Linked DNA regions of Sus scrofa: region 2 is linked to region 1. The links are chromatin contacts, called in public Hi-C maps. All regions are on one chromosome and are shown on one strand. The core of a region is the stretch at or near the end of the contact, and the rest is flanking DNA. Distances in the headings are between cores, read along the strand shown. Region 1 has its middle 7.8 kb from the start of CENPU. Region 2 has its middle 61 kb from the start of ACSL1.

Region 1 (3,849 bases), core at 1,209-3,708:
ACCTTCTCATCCCTTCACCCGGCATGAATAATTGGGAAATTGACCCAACTTATTATTATCTATATATTTGGCATAAAAAGGAATCTGGAATTTTTCCTTTGTCTTTCTTTCTTTCTCCTTCCTTCCTCCCTCCCTCCTTCCCTCTTTCTTTCTTTCTTTCCGAACCCGAGGCACATGGAGGTTCCCAGGCTAGGGGTCTAATTGGAGCTGTAGCCACTGGCCTACACCACAGCCACAGCAACGCCAGATCTGAGCTGCATCTGTGACCTACACCACAGCTCACAGTAATGCCAGATCCTTAACCCACTGAGCAGGGCCGGGAAAAAAACCCTCATCCCCAGTTGGGTTCCTTATGGCTGAGCCACAATGGGAACTCCTCCTTTGGCTTTTAACTCCTCTGCTCCTGACTTGTTCAAAAGGTGGGTGTCTTGCTAGGTGAGTTCTGCTTCTCAGCACCGTGCCTCAGGTACAGAGGGATTCTGTTCTTTCCAGGAAGCAGAAAGATTCTGTTCTTTTTCACTACTATATATTGCTTGTAAGTTCTTTGCTACTCTCTTTTGTTTAGATTTTTAAAGAGGTGCTGGTTCTATTAGATTTCTCTAACAGTGATGGTCCTTGTTATAACACGATTTTCTGGATTTTCCCCCAAGAACCTGAGGCGGTCTTCCTGCTTTGCATGTGGCTTGTAAAGCTGGAGGGTGAGTCAGTGTGTGACAGCAGTGCTGCTGCAGGGGACATACGTGGAGCGGGCGTAAAACCAGTCGGCTGGCATTCTGCATTGGGCAACATGTGCAGGCACAGAGGGACTCTTGTCTTTGAGCCTCTTGCTTTCCCACGCCCACTGATACTGCCGCCCCCACCCTGCTGGTACCTGCCAGCTTCCCTCCCTGCCCCACCCTGGCTGAACTGTCGCTGGGCTGCATTTGAGAGAAACTCCAGGGCCTCCCCAGGCAGCCACATCTCACTGATGCTTTTCCCTGCTGTCCATCAAATCCAACCATAGCATTCCAGCCCTAAATCCTCCTGCCAAGCAGGATGGCACCACCTCTGGCCAGGCCAGCTGCACCAGCCTCTCACCTGACCTCCTTGTCTCCAGTTTTGCTCTCTACTAACTCACCCACGTTTCTTCCACCTTGTGGCAAGAATCATCTCTCTAATGCACAAGTCTTAATCTGGTGATTCCTCTGCTTAATCATTCCGAGGTTTCCTACCCCTCTCAGGTTTGATCTGTTGACTGTACTTAGAGGAGGTCTTCTCAAACGTGATTGTGCATCAGATCCCTGGGAGATCTTGGAATGCAGATTCTGAGTCAATAAATCTGGAATCAGGCCTGAAATTCTGCATTTCTAACAAGCGCCCAGGCAGTGCCAGTGCCACTGGTCTGTGCGCTACACTTTGAGGATTAAGGACCTGGAGGGTCCCCACCTGTCCCCCACCGCCCAGCCTCATCTCTCGCCACCTCCCCATCTCTGTTCCAGCCACATTGAGCTTAGTCTTGCTCCCAGAATGCATCACGCTCTCACACACCCCTGGAACTTTGTGCATGCGCCCTCCCTAGAGCAATCTCTTACTCCCGCTTGGCTGCTCCTGCCCTTTTATTTCAGTGAGATTACAGCTGTCACTTCCTCTAGGAAGGTTTTTCTAGTTCTCCAAGTGCAGGAAACAAATTGTTGCGCATGATTGTGGCTTGGCAGTGGTGTGGTGATAACCATCTTTTTATGTTAGGGGACAAGGTCAAAAGGGTGAGTGACCGGGACCATGAGGTACAAGGTTGCAGCCAGAAAGTGGGCGGAGGTGTTTCTTCCTGCAGAAGGTTCTAGGAAGAAGGTTTTTATGTCACCTGGGGTTAGAGGGAAGCCTGTCTGACCTGGATTTGTCTGAAGGGTCCCTGGCTCTTCACTGCTCCTTCCTTGGCTGAGCAGAAGGGATCCCTGAGGAAAGGACCTTGCTTGCCCCAAGCATTCTGAACAAGGTCAATCTCACAACTGTGTGTGTTCTCAGGTCACCCCAAAGTCACATCTGTGTGAGCAAGGTCATTACAAGGATGAAAACTTTTTCCAGAAAGTTCATTTTTAACCAGAGCATGAGTGAGAATACAGAGACAAGTTTCTACTATAGAAACTTTATTTCTCTTCTTTCTTAAGAAAATCTTTTTCTCTGGAGTGTTCTTTCATTTTCTTTTCTCTTCCTCAGCTTCTGTGCCCCTTTGGTCCTTGTAGAAATTTGAGCTATAAGGTTACTCCACGGGTTAGAAGTCAGTTTTTCTTGGCTAGTGAAATCCTGAATTTTGCTAGAATGTTCCTGCTGGGGTTCCTGCACCAGACTTTCTTAAGTCCTGCAGGGAGCTGGGAATGGAATCTGAGCTATGTGACATCACATCGTCAGGATGCGGTGATCCGATCTATTTGGCCATGTGACCTCAGCTTGGGTAGGAGAAGTGCCAGTTAGGTCTGGAAAAAGTAGAATATTAGTTACAGAGCAAACAAGTTTAGTAGCTGGGTATCAGAGCCAGGGCAGTGTCAGAAAGCATGTGACATGGGGAAGGCAATGTTCAGTTTGCTCCAATGGAAAAATCTTTTTCCTTCCTTCCTTCTTACTTTCTTTCTGTTTATCTGCATCTTTTAAAAAGGATTGAAGTATAGTTGATTTATAATCTTGTGATGATTTCTGCTGTACGACAAAATAAATCACTTATATATACACACACATCCATTCTTTTTCAGATTCTTTTCCCACATAGATTATCACAGGATATTGGGTAGAGTTCCCTGTGCTATTCAGCAGGTCCCCATTGGCCAATCATTCTATATACCTCAGTGTGCGTATGCCAATCCCCAAACCCCCAGTCCATCCCTCCCTGGAAAAATCTTTGTTTATTGGCATGCAGTACATCTTTATAATACGTACTTACATTTCTATGAATATAGATCTATATTATTGTTTTATGCATTTACTTTTTAAATCACATAGTAAAACTAGAAAGTTTAGAAAGTATAAATGCAATAATAATGGCTTTTATACGTATCTTTATTACCTCTATATAGCTAATGATATCTATAGTTGCCTTTACCATTGTTCTTTATTTTCTTAAAATACAGTTGATTTACTGCCCTCCAACTTTAATAACACCAAATAGTATTTCCTTTCTGAATTTTTGTTGCCCCTTTTCTTTCAAGCGAGAATCCAAGGGAAGGTCTCCTCCCTCCTGGCCTGCACCCTCCTCCTTCCTGGGACATTTTGGGTTTGTTTTGTTGTATCTTAGTTACAGATGTCAGGCAGTTGGTCTGTTTGAAACAGATAACAACTTTAGTTCCTTCCTGATGAGAACTGCCAGGAATGGGGGTTATTCCTGTGTACCCAATAATTCATAGGTGCTGTAAGAAGTTAAAAAAGAAATTTGGAAAATCTGATAAATAAATGATCTTATTTTCCACAAGAGAAAATTATACTCTTTGCCCTAAAGGAAACTCACAGGAGTGGATTTGATAAATTATGGAAGAGGATCATGCACATAAAGGGGAAAATGAGTTGAGCAAAGGCAGTTGATAAGATGTTTAGTCTTATTAATCTTGAACCAACTTTGAGCCAATATTTGCAATGTCTGAACCTTAGCAAGCAACTCCGGTCTCCGGTTACATGTTCCGATCTCCAGCCCCGTTCTTTCTCTGCCCTCTAGTGGACACAGCCCTGAATAGGCAATTCAACAGACCAAGATCGCTGGAAAGAAAGCAAAGAGGCATAATAAAAATTCTAAGCCCGGGAGTCCCCTACTGGTCTAGTGTTTAGGATTTGGCACTTTCACTGCTGCAGCCTGGGTTCAGTCTCTGGTCGGGAGCTGAACCCAGGTCT
Region 2 (4,294 bases), core at 1,736-4,235, 140 kb before region 1:
ATAGCGTTGTGGTTGGAAAAGATGCTTGACATGATTTCAATTTTCTTAAAGTTACCACGGTTGGATTCGTAGCCCAGGATGTGATCAGTCCTAGAGAATGTTCCCTGTGCACTTGAGAAGAATGTGTATTCTGTTGCTTTTGGATGGAATGTCCTATAAATATCTAGGAAGTCCATCTGGTCTAATGCTTCATTCAAGGCCTTTGTTTCCTTATTGATTTTCAGTCTGGATGATCTGTCCATTGCTGTAAGTGGGGTGTTAAAGTCCCCCACTATGATTGTGTTATTGTTGATTTGTCCTTTTAAGGTTGTTAGCAGTTGCCTTATATATTGTGGTGATTCTATATTGGGTGCATATATATTTAAAATTGTTATATCTGGAGTTCCTGTAGTGGCTCAGTGATTAACACATCTGACTCTGAACAATGAGGCTGCAGGTTCAATCTATGGTCTTGCTCAGTGGTTTAAGATTCTGGCATTGCCATGAGCTGTGGTGTAGGTCACAGTTGCGGCTTGGATCTCACATTGCTCTGGCTGTGGCTTAGGCCAGCAGCCACAGCTCCAATTAGACCCCTGTCCTGGGAATCTCCACATGCCATGGGTGTGGCCCTAGAAAAGACAAAAATAAATAAATAAAATAAAATAAATAATATTGTTATATCTTCTTTTTGGATTGATCCTTTGTTCATTATGTAATGTCCTTCCTTGTCTCTTTAAAATATTCTTCATTTTAAGGTCTATTTTGTCTGATATGAGTATTGGTACTCCAGCTTTCTTTTGATTCCGATTTGCATGGAATATTTGCAGTAGAGAAAGTGTGACTAATTTCCGATTACTTCTCTATGTAGAGAATACCGCTCCCTCCTCCCTCAGGAGGGGATGGGAGGCCCATCCCACATCTATCTGCTGATTGCATTTATAGTTCATAATCTGTAAAGTTATGAACCAAAATATTCACAGTGCTTATTTTAGAGGATGTAGTTATGGGTGATATTTACTTTCATATTAGACAAAATGGAACTATTTATATTTTTAAAAAATGAGTATCAGGTCAATTACTCAGATAACATGCAATGTTTTAATAACAAAATATTCTGTTATAGTGTTTGCCTTCAAAATACATTTTAAACCTTCCAGTTCAACTGTCCCTTCTTCTAGCTCTGTCTAGTAGGAAGTTTTTCTATATCAGAATTGACACAAATTTTACTAAGTTTTTTTTTTTAAATGTCAGTCTTAAAGACTGTGAATTTGTGATATTAATTGAGCATCCATTTTGTGCATAATGCTGTGTTTGGAAACCACAAATAAAGACAGATAACTATATATATATATATATAGTTTTTTTAGGGCCGTACCCCTGTCATATGGCGGTTCCTAGGCTAGGGGTCAAATCAGAGCTACAGCTGCTGGCCACAGTCACAGCCACAGCCACAACAACATCAGATCTGAGCCACGTCTGTGACCTATATCCCAGCTTATGGCAACACTGGATCCTTGACCCACTGAGCGAGGCCAGGGATCAAACCCGCAACTTCATTGTTCCTAGTCAGATTCATTTCTGCTGAGCCAAGATGGGAACTCCAAGACATTTGTGTTTATACTCTTGGGTTATTGCAATAAAAATAGACTAAATCCATGTAATATACATAAAAGTATAAGATCTAAAGACAATTTCCACCAACCTCAAGAGAAATGCTTCTATCACATGCTGTATGTGTTTGGAAGGTGGAAAGCTTAATGCACCACAAGGGCTATTTTCCTTAGGGTTCAGTTTTTGGGAGAGCCAGAAAGGTCCTGCTGTTTCTCTTAATCTCTGCAGCCCTGGAGGCCACAGCCCCACAATAGACAGAAATACACTGTCACCTCAAACACTTTCATGGCAGGAACTTAGATGAGCAAGGCAGGCAGGGTATAGGATGGTGACCATATCATTGATCGTCCAAATGCAAACACTTTTAAGGGTGGAGAAGGGAACTCTTATTAATTACACAGGGATAACTGGCATAAACTGGGATCATCTGGGCAAATCAGGATATGTGCTCCCTGCTGTTTAGAAGCCATATGGAATGAGGGGCCTCTAGCTCCAACTAGAGTGCTGGTCCTAGAGACAGTGTGATAGGGCAAAACAGGGCTCCAACCAAACATGCAGCCACTGATTTCCAATATTTGAATACAATGCTACAATGTTGAATACAAAAATTCTACAAGATAACCAATATAACATGTATAATATGAAACCAATTATGTGATATATATATACATACACAGATATAGATAGATATATACATGTACAGATGATTTTATATATATATATAATATATAATATATATAATATGTGAAAGCAGGAAAGAAATATAGGAAAGTATAGTTTGCCGCAGGAGATGGTGAGGAATGATTTTTGTCTCTTAAATTTTCCATGAGTTTTTTTTTATTAAGTATACATTTCAGAATCAGAAAAAAGCACTTTGTATATGTGTTTAAAAGTGGAATATATGTGTAGATGTATGTAACATAATCTATTTTCTCATGTGATCTGTCCAGCACCAGTCCATCTGGCCAGAGACTCCTGTCATCTTCTTATACTCGGCCTTGGGTGGTAGTCTATGTCGGGATCAGGCAGGGCCCATGGAAGAGCCGAAAAGAATCCTCAGAAAATACCTGTTCCCTGAATTCTCTGCCCAACCTGGTGCCAAGTAAGAGAAAGGACAGACTCTTGTTAAAGATTAACAGGAGTGGCTATGCACACATTTGCAGTGAAATGTTTTCCTATCATTACACAATCTTTAAAAATGATTTAAAAATTTAAAAATTCCAGTCTTTAAAAATTGTGTAAAATTTTCTGTGTATAATCTGTTTTCTTAATTATCTCCTCTCTGTCCCACCCCACCCCACGAAAGGAAGGTTGTTGTTGTTGGTTGCTTGTGTTAAAAGCAGTTCTGCTGGTGAGACTGGATCCCTTTGCCTGGCCACAAAAGGAGACCTGTTCAAGGTCTCTGACCCCAGGATCCATGGGCCGGGAGATGGGTCAGAGTGCTGTCACCACAGTCTAGGAAGAGAACCTCACCTTCTTGGCTTTTCTGCTGGTTCTTTGGGTTAAAAAATCACCAAAGCTGGCAAAAGTTGCTGTGTTCTCCCCTCTGGATTCAGTAGCAGTGTATTGTATTTTCACATGCATTTTGTACTTCACTAGAAAGGCTTTGAGATGGCACAGCAGCATTTTTATTTTTAGGTTTGGTTTTACTTATTCCATTTACAATTTTGGGTGTACCAAAATGAATATTTCAATAAGATTTTTCAAAGGAAGGAAAGAAATCAGAGCAAAGGGAAAATAAATGGAGAGGAGGAGGAGAGTGGATGGAAAATCCACATAGAGAATCCCTGTGGTGAGGTCACAAAGACTGGGTGGGACACTCAGCCGGGAGGCCCTAATGGTTAAAGAGAATCCCAGACAGAAGAGTCACCATGACTGGTTCAACAAGGAGAAGACTGTGAAGCAGTCTTCTTTATGGTTGTAATAATTTTTATTTTATTTATCTATTTATTTATTTATTTATTTATTTTGTCTTTTTGCCTTTTCTAGGGCCGCTCTCATGGCATATGTAGATTCCCAGGCTAGGGGTCTAATCAGAGCCTGTAGCCACCGGCCTACGCCACAGCCACAGCAACAAGGGATCCGAGCCGCATCTGCAACCTACACCTTAGCTCACGGCAACGCCAGATCCTTAACCCACTGAGCAAGGCCAGGGATCGAACCCGCCACCTCGTGGTTCCTAGTTGGATTCGTTAACCACTGAGCCACGACGGGAAATCCCGTTTTTATTTTTATTTGCTTTTTAGGGCTGCACCTGAGGCACGTGGAGGCTCCCAAGGTAGGGGTCCAATCGGAGCCATAGCTTCTGGCCTACACCACAGCCATAGCAATGTGGGATCCCGCCACATCCTGGAACTACACCACAGCTCATGGCAATGCTGGATCCCCAACCCAATGATCGAGGCTAGGGATCAAATCCGCAACCTCATGGTTCCTAGTTGGACTCATCTTCACTGAACCACAACAGGAACTCCATGGCTGTAATCATTTTAAAGTCCTATCAGTAGGTAGCTGATACCACATGGAAACTGGTGTTGAAATGGCCGAGCTAAAAGATGGGAAAGAGCCTGAGAACCTGAATCACTGCCTGGAGGAGAGCTGCTCACCTACCAGAAATTTCTATTAAACATTTGAGAGTTTGTGTGTTACAGCACACAAACATGCCCTAACTAATATACCCACGAGGAAAAGTCATTATTGCACA

The links. A called contact is a pair of places that touch in the nucleus more often than the background predicts.
Region 2: a Hi-C map of liver shows a contact between it and region 1, with 4 times the contacts expected there. The contact joins two enhancer-like sites. A contact is called at or near these places in 5 of 47 Hi-C or Micro-C datasets (liver and skeletal muscle) and 1 of 2 datasets of contacts at active chromatin or transcription factors (alveolar macrophages).

What each region holds. Positions count from the first base shown.
Region 1 is chr15:45,857,335-45,861,183 of Sscrofa11.1, reverse strand. No RefSeq gene overlaps it. Among named protein-coding and RNA genes, the nearest start is that of CENPU, 7.8 kb to the right of the region's middle. Within about 2 kb of position 2,458, at least 13 of the 83 cell types and tissues checked have an H3K27ac peak or open chromatin away from gene starts, as enhancers often do. A contact at or near this core is called in liver, where this site is marked.
Region 2 is chr15:45,992,457-45,996,750 of Sscrofa11.1, reverse strand. No RefSeq gene overlaps it. Among named protein-coding and RNA genes, the nearest start is that of ACSL1, 61 kb to the right of the region's middle. Within about 2 kb of position 2,985, at least 4 of the 83 cell types and tissues checked have an H3K27ac peak or open chromatin away from gene starts, as enhancers often do. A contact at or near this core is called in liver, where this site is marked.